2 separate regions of the Mus musculus genome follow, and region 2 is linked to region 1. The links are chromatin contacts, called in public Micro-C maps. All regions are on one chromosome and are shown on one strand. The core of a region is the stretch at or near the end of the contact, and the rest is flanking DNA. Distances in the headings are between cores, read along the strand shown. Region 1 holds the start of Kdm7a (lysine (K)-specific demethylase 7A). Region 2 holds the start of Clec2l (C-type lectin domain family 2, member L).

Region 1 (4,205 bases), core at 819-3,318:
TTTTTGACATGCCTTATTAGTTTTTGCTTATATATATTTTTTTATCTGACACAACTAAGGCTTTATCTTGCTTCTTTTTTTCTTTCCCAGTCCTGGAGTGAACTATTTTGCTAAGAAAAATGAGGAATTATATTTAGAAGTCAAACTCTGGACTCAGTGTTCTATGGATTCATTTGCTCACAGATTCTCTGAATGGACAGAGTATGTTCGTACTTCTACAAATAGAGATTGGTTCTGCTATTACTAGTCTACCAGGAAAAGTGCTCTAGTTTTCTTCTTCCATATTTGTAGCTCTCCTTTTCAAGAGGGAGAAACCGAACTCCTGTTTCCTTAGTATAATTACCTATTGAAACAACATGCTGTATATAACCAATCCTCTCTTTATTCTCTACTCGGTGTTACTCTTCTAAAGCCAGGTGTGCCCTCAGAGAACACTGTGTACCAGGCTGCTTTCTGCATGGACGCCCCTGGCTTCCATGAGATAGCTTTGGCTGCCTTTCACTCACTGGTTGTCTTGTGCAGTCCGCACACACCCTCTTTAAGACACATTAAATAAATAACTTCCTTTTGCTTTTCTTCTTTCCCTCCTTTTTCTCTTCTGCCTGAGTGAGGTAATTAAAAGAGGCATTATTAGCTATAATTTTTAATAGATCTTTCAGGAATTTGTTGAGCCACGATACTAAAATTACATATGCTTCAAATTTATTGGGTTTGTGTCAACCATGATTTTCAGGCCTTTCTTTTCTTGTGATGTATGTGAGAAACATACATCTGTGTAGTACAGAAAGGATTGGGCATATAACGGAGAAACAAGTTTAGTTCCAATTCTGAGATTGTGGCAATTTACTCGATTTCCTCCACTAAAAGAAAAAAAATAAAAATAAAAATAAAGGCTAGACTAAACCAGGGAGCGTCACTGCCTGGGGACGGTGAGTTGACTCACCTGTTCATGTTCCAAAACATAAGTTACCCAGGGAGCTTTATTGCTTTCTCTGGATATAAATGCTCACAGAGATTCAGCTTCCAAGTTGATTTGATAATCCTTAACATTCTATTCACTTTTCTCTATTCTAAATTTGTTGGGTAGTTTTATTCCTCAGTTTATCACCTCACATCTGATTCAGCTTCACCTTTGACTAAAAAAACAGTGATGGCCTGTGTTGCGCAGAGAACTCCTAAAGGATTTTTTTTTTCTTTTTGGTAGCATCTCCCTTCCCAGGGAAAAGACGTTTCAAAATTTTCTCCCCACTTCCCCAATTAGCAGAGCAGAGCAGAGCAGTCACAGCCAAGTTGTGTTATTTATAAAAACACCGGTTCTTCATTCCTCTCACCAACCCCATCTCAAGCCTGGTTCCCCCTTGGCGACAGATATTAACGGAATTCCTCCTGGAGACCACGTTCTTCCCCCCCCCCACAACAGCGGCTCCAATCAACACACAGATTTCCAAGTTGCTCTCTGGGAATTTGGGCGCGACGCTTTCGGAAGTTTGAGTGCGTTTCACAAGGCGTTCCTCCACCTCGGGAGGCACAACTGCTTGACGTGTCACCCCGGTCGGGGCCCACGCAGGACGGGGGTGGCATCCTCAGTGGGCGGCTGCTAAGTGACGCGAAGCGAAGCGACCCTGGAGGGCTGAAACTTCCGAGCTTCTCCGCCTCAGAATACAGCCACAGCATCCACCTTTTCACACGGCAGGAACTTCCCCCGCGAGCCTGGGCTTCCACTCGGGGAGCAGTGAGGACGGCGAGACCCGCTCCACGCACGCTCCCGCCGTCCTCCTCCTCCTCCGTCTGCAGTCGCGCGCCCGCCGCCGCCACTGCGGCGCGTGCCCTCACGGCGTCTCCGCCCCCTCCCCGGACCGCCAGCCCCGCTGCGGGTCGCCGCGCAGGTCGCCGCGGAAGGTGCCAGGGAGCGCGCGCGGAGACCGAGAACGTGCGCGGGACGCACGGCCCCGCGCTGAGCGCCGGAAGCAGCCGACGGGCCTCGCGCGTCGCGCGCGCGCGCGCCGCCCCCGCCCCTGAGCCGCGACCTTGCTCGCTCGCGCGCGCGCACTAAGACGCCGCCGCCGCAGCCGCCGCCGCTGCTGCTGCCGCCGCCGCCGCCGCCGGGGCTGCTGCTCCGGCTGCTGCAGGAGGCGGCGCTGGCTGGCGGCTGCGCTCGCTCCAGTCAGCGAGCGGAGGAGCGAGCGTGTGTGTGTGTTTTTTAAAGATGGCCGGAGCGGCGGCGGCGGTGGCCGCGGGAGCAGCAGCTGGAGCCGCCGCGGCAGCGGGGTCGGTGTCCGCTCCGGGTCGGGCCTCGGCGCCCCCTCCGCCTCCGCCCGTGTACTGTGTATGCCGGCAGCCGTACGACGTGAACCGCTTCATGATCGAGTGCGATGTCTGCAAGGACTGGTTCCACGGCAGGTAAATAAACCCCCTCAGTCCCACCGCCGTCGCCTGCGGTCACCGACCAGCCGCTGCCGCTGCCGCCTGCGCCTCCCTCGGGCTCGGCTGCCGCGTCGCTCCCCACGTCCCGACTCTTAGGCACCGAGTGTCCGGGCCGGGTGGAGGCGAGAGCGGGGGCCCCCGGTTGCCCGGCAGGCTGCGGAACGGAGCCGGTGGGCTCGGCCGGCCCGGGCGAAGAGTCGCCACAACAAACAGGAACAAAGGGGCCGGCAGAGAAGTTGGCAGGGGAAGCCCGGTTGAGGGGACGCGGTGGGCGGCACGGCTCGGGTGGCGGAGGAGCGAAGGCAGGCCCGCAGCCCGCGGTCCCCCCACCGCCCTGGCTGCCGCCCACTGCTGTGTCCCGGGCTCCCTTCGCCCCGTGCCTGCCCTCGCCAGCCGCCGCGCTTGCTGCGCTTCCGGGCGGCCGCGGCTCGGTCCGGTCGCGGGTCGCCCCCGCCGCGGGTCCCGTCGCGCCCCCTTCTCTCTTTATCAAACTTCCTCGGGCGGCGGGACGGGGCGGTGGGACGACGGGCGCGAGTAAACAGAGCAACAGATGTGGCACTCGCGAGGTGCGGGGCCCCGTCACGGCACAGTTTGGCCAGCCGCTGGCCCACCCCGCAACACACCCCCTATGGCCGGGGGGGGGGGGCGGGCGGGCCGGGCCGAGGGGACGTCGCCGCAGACCCTCCCGGGCGTCGCTGTAGCGCCTCAAACTTTACAGTGAGTGCGTCTCTGGCGACACCCGGACGGCCCGCCGCGGTGGCCTGGGCACTGCGGCCATCCAACTTTGGGGCGGTGCGGTGGCGGACGATGCCCTCCGATGCCGCCGCCGCCGCCGCACCGCAGGTTTGACGTTTGGGAGAGCTCGGGCCGCCTCCGCAGCCAGGCCGCCGACTCGTGTGTTTTGTAATCAAAGTGTGAGGCTAATAAAGGGCGGCGCCAGAGCCTCTTGACTCCGGCGTGGGAGGGATTCGCAGGCATTTAAACAAAGAAACTAGTTGGGGTTGGGCTCCCAAAGTCCTTATTTGGGTGTTGTGGCAAAGCCTGCGGTCACCTTTAGGTGAGGCAGGTTTTCTGGGCACCGTTGTATGTTGTATCTTGACGAGAGCCCGCTTGGGAGTTAGAGCTGATATGGTGACTGTGGTTGTAGGAAGTATCCTTTGATTGACAGCAGGACATTTAAATACAGCCTCCGCTCCCCCTCCCCAATATTACAGAAACATTGCACCACCAGGCCAGATGTCTTAGTCTCCCTCTACTGGTCTGGGGAGAGAAAACCATTGAAATTACAGGGTTCTTTCAGTGTTGACAACTAACTGCGTAGAGTTTGACTTAATTTTCAAGTGCAGTTAAATTTACCGAGTTTTAAAGTTACAGGACTCTGACAACAGATAGCATACACAAACGTATCACTTTAAAAGAGGGGTAATGTGCTCATTTTTGTAAAGGCAAGCTTCAACAGTCTGATAAAAGCTGAAGGGTAATGTCACTTAGTAAAATGTTTCCCTAGATTTTGATTATATATAAAAGTAAAATTTGTAGATACCAAACCTTTCCAATTCTATGCCTACATTCTCTGCTTCTATAACACTCTAGGCAACCAGAATTGAGTAGCCAACATTAAGTTCTAAAAAGAATAAAACAAGAATTGGTTGTAATTACTGAAAAATTTGAAGTTTCCTGGGCACTATTTGACAAAAATATGCCTCGAGGCTGTGTATTTCAGAGATTAGATAGGTTAGTAAACCATAGATTTGAGGTTTTAACGCTTCTTTTATTGTAAC
Region 2 (3,941 bases), core at 792-3,291, 540 kb after region 1:
TGGTGGGGGTTCAGGGGCAGGGAGAGGGCTCTTATGTGCACCAGAGGCCAAAGGAAGAGCAATGGCAATATCAGTGATATCAGTGGTCCTAGTTCAGATGACACAAGGCTGCACTACAAGAAGATGCCAAGAAGGGTGATGTGCTGGACCACCACAGAGAGAGGCCTGCTTTCCTCCATCCCAGTGTGTGACCAGTGGACAGGCAGGGTCAGTCAGCCATACTGGCAGTAGGAAGGACAAGAGTCAATATATTCAGGGCCAGAGATAAAGCCAGAGCCAGCCAGCCACACTTCCCTGAAATAGCTCTACCCAGTGGGGTTAAGGGTAAAGGTTAGTAGAGCTGACCCTTTCAAATACCCCCCCCCAAAAAATGAAGAAATACAGACTAGGGAGGGAATGACATAAGAAATACCATTGGTAGGAGGCAAGCTTAGGTCCCTGGGAAAACCCAACCACTAACCAGAAACATGCATCCCAGAAGGGCTGATTGGCCTTTAAGCCCACCCAAGCTTCTGGTGGTCCTTTGTAATACCTTGCATCCGGGGAAACTGTGTCCTCACCTCCATGGTTCCTACCCACTATTAGACTTCCTTAGAGTCTGCACAGCCCTCCACAGGCAGTGCCTGGCCCTGGCACACAGACTTCAGCCAAAGGTTCTTCATGCTCTGCTGCCCCATCGCCTATCTGGGCACAGGTGGCCTTGTCCCTTCCAGGCCACCACCCACCTTCCTCACTACGCAGCCTTCCACAGCAGGTCCTCCCCATGGAGATCTGCTGACTTAACCCCTCGGCAGCACCTTCAAACAAACAAAACAACAACAAACTTCTGTAGCCTGGCCTGGGTGGTCTCTCAGATCTCTTGCTCATATTCTCTCTCCCCCTCCATCCCTCTTTTCTCATGCCCTCATCAGCACCCAGCACCCTAGGGTTCAGTTATCCACAAGGAACTGGCTAATTCCAGCCACCTCCTGTCGTCATTCCTTGACCTAGTGCACCCTCTCCTGTCTGTTCCACACCCCCAAAAGATGTCCTACTCTGAGATGCCCTCCTCTGACTCAGCCCCTAGTTAACGCTATCCAGTTCCTACTAGGTAGAAGCGTGAGAAGTACCTGGAAGCTGACCCTCCCTGTGTCCAACTCCTGCATCTCCCGAGCAACACTCACCACTCACTGGACGCCAACCCAAGTTTCCTAAAACAGTTTGTGAACTGAATGAAGTCTCTTCGCTCAGTGTCTTCTAGATAGCCTGAGGTCACTCCCTGAGCCAGTATAACAAGAAGGAATTGGTGGCATCCCAGAATGGTTAGGAAAGTCCTCTGGGGTTTCCTCTCCATCAACCCCATCACTAGCAGGGCGCCCCCAAGGTGCAGGGAATCAAAGCTTTTGCTTTTATGAGGCACTAAATGTTTTCTCTACTAGAGATTCAGGCTGCCACGAAGGTGCTTCACTTTCGGACCCAACTAAGGTTTGGAGCATAAAGCTTGCTCCAAGGTCAAAGAGGGATTTGGCAGCAAAGATTTGTCAAAACAATGACCTGAGGTGGTCCCCAGGGACCCCTTTCCCCTCCCATAGTGACATCTGCCTCCCCTGATACTAACGAATCCCCCTGATCCATTCCTCTGCGAGCTGTCAAGGTGACTGGCCATTTCCTGGGTCTTGACTCAGGGACCGGGGATGGAAGGCTGAGCGCTTACCCTCCAAGGCCGCCTTCCAGCTGGTGCTGCCCTCGTAGCCTGACCCGGATCGCCTCAGCAGCCCCTCTGGGCCACGGGCCTCTGCCTCCGCTGGAGAGCGCGGCCTGGGCGCAGCGGGCGCGGGACGAGCTGCGGGGGGCGGCGGGCGGGCGCGCGCGGGGGGCTCCCGGGCCGGCTCCATGCCGCGACGCGCGCGCGCTCCTGCACCGGGCAGCAGAGCCCGGCCCCACGCGCACTCCGCGCTGCGCGCGCCCCGCGGGCCGCCCAGGCCGGCTCGGTACTCCGGGACCGCGACGTCCGCAAGCCGGGGCTGAGCCCGGCTCCCGCGCCGGAGACGCTCAGGTCCCCGCCGTGCGCGCCGCAGCCTGCGCGCCGAGCCCCGCGCGGGGGAGGAGCCCGGGCTGCGAGGGAGCCGCGACCGCGGGGCGGGGTTGCGGGGAGGAAAGACAGCCCAGGCCACTGGCCCCGCCACCGGCTCCCTCGCAGCTGTGAGCCAAGGTGCTCCTCCTCCAGAGTCAGCTGCTGGGCATCTTCTAAAGTGGGGGGAGTTTCCCAAGACAAGGACCTGGGAAGGCTGCTCCTGGGGTGCCTTGGAGGCAGAGAACAAGGATGGGGGCTGGGACTTGTCACCCCCACCCCCACCGCATCCCCGACTCAGCGCTGCCATGGTCCAAGGGGACAGGGCCAAGCAGCACTGCAACCAGAGAGCCATACTGACCATCTATTGCGGTTCAGGGACTTTTCTCCACATTTTGTCTCTGTGTGACTGTTAACGTTTGCACATAGAAGCCGGAGGTCTTCATTGGGTATATTCACTCTCCACTTTTCTTTTTATTTTTAAATATAGGATATCACTATGCAGCCCTAGAACTTGCTATATAGACCTGGATGGCCTCTGACTCTAGCCTGCCTCTTCCCCTCAAGTGCTGAGATTAAAGTCATACACCTCCACACTTGATACCATCTTTTTTTTTTTTTTTCTTGAGCCAGGTTCCCTCATTCAACTTGGGGCCCACCAATTCAACTAAAGTGAGCTGGTCAACCTGCTTTACGGATAGGTCTGTCTCCCCACCCCACCTCCCACTTCCCACTGCTGGGTTAGCTGCTCAACACCAATGCAACTTTTTACTTGAGCACTGGGGATCTGAACTTAGTCCTTAGGCCTGTGCCACAAGCACTTTGCCTACGGAGTCATTCCCTCTGCCTCTCTTCTGAGAGTTTTGAGACTGAATCTCACTTATAACTCTGGCTGGCCTGGGGCTCGCAGTAGACCAGGCTAGCCTCCAGCAACTGTCCCCCTGCCTCTTCCTCCCAAGTGCCGGATGACACTCATGTGTCATCACAGCCTAGCTAAGCTGCAGGAACTTGTCACATGTCCCAGCCAGCTGAGAATGGACTTCAGGAAGCCTAGGGCACAGATGGGCCTGGGAGCCCAAGCCAGTCATCCAACTGCTTGGGACACAAAGCAGAAGAATTGAGAGTTCGAGGTCTGCCTGGGTGGGCTACATAGACTGAGGCCAAACTGAAATGTATAGCGAGGTCCTGTCTCAAGAAATAACCAATCAAAAGGGCCAAGGGAGTTCCTGAAGCAGCCGTGGCAGATTTGTGGTTGTCATGGAGATGTGAGGCATCTTGTAGGTCAGATGCCCTCTGTGACCTTTCCTAACCTCTTCTCTGACCTCTAGGAATCTACCATAGTCTCAGCCTCCAGTGTGGGTAATTCTCAGTGCGTGCTCCCACACCCCATGTGTGTGTGTGTGTGTGTGTGTGTGTGTGTGTGTGTGTTTGCTTGTGGATGTGATGTGAGCTCTCAGCTACTACTCTAGCACCAGACCCGCCTGGCTACTGCCATGCTTTTTGCTGTGATGGCCCTGGATTCTAACTCCCTGGAATTGTAAGATCCCTATAAACTCTTTCTTCTATAGGTTGTGCTGGTCATGATGTGTTTTCACAGCAATAGAAAAGTAACTAAAATACCTAGTATGCACAAAGCCCTGGGTTCTACCCCTGAAACCTTATTAATTGGGTGTTATTCAAGGTTATCCTTGATTACATAGTAAGTTCAAGGGCAGTCAGAGCTAAAGACCCTGTGTAGATGATGATAGTGATAGTGACGGTGATGGTGGTCATGGTGGTGATGGTGGTGGTGATGGTGGTGATGATGGTGATGATGGTGGTGGTGGTGATGGTGGTGGTGGTGATGCAGGAGTTGTGTTAGAAGGAGGTGGAATGTGAATGCCAAGCACAG

The links. Hi-C and Micro-C count contacts between places; a contact is called where the count stands out from the background.
Region 2: a contact with region 1 is called in a Micro-C map of embryonic stem cells, with 5 times the contacts expected there. The contact joins the promoter of Clec2l here to the promoter of Kdm7a in region 1. A contact is called at or near these places in 6 of 39 promoter capture datasets (cranial neural crest, hematopoietic stem and progenitor cells, hippocampal neurons and 2 more) and 1 of 484 Hi-C or Micro-C datasets (embryonic stem cells).

The regions. Positions count from the first base shown.
Region 1 is chr6:39,204,636-39,208,840 of GRCm38.p6, reverse strand. It overlaps Kdm7a (lysine (K)-specific demethylase 7A), which reads left to right and starts at 2,068. Exons shown (of 20, transcript NM_001033430.4): 1 at 2,068-2,400. The coding sequence starts at 2,207.
Region 2 is chr6:38,661,169-38,665,109 of GRCm38.p6, reverse strand. Clec2l (C-type lectin domain family 2, member L) reads right to left here and starts at 2,041. Exons shown (of 5, transcript NM_001101507.1): 1 at 1,694-2,041. The coding sequence starts at 1,874. RefSeq lists an enhancer at 1-1,109.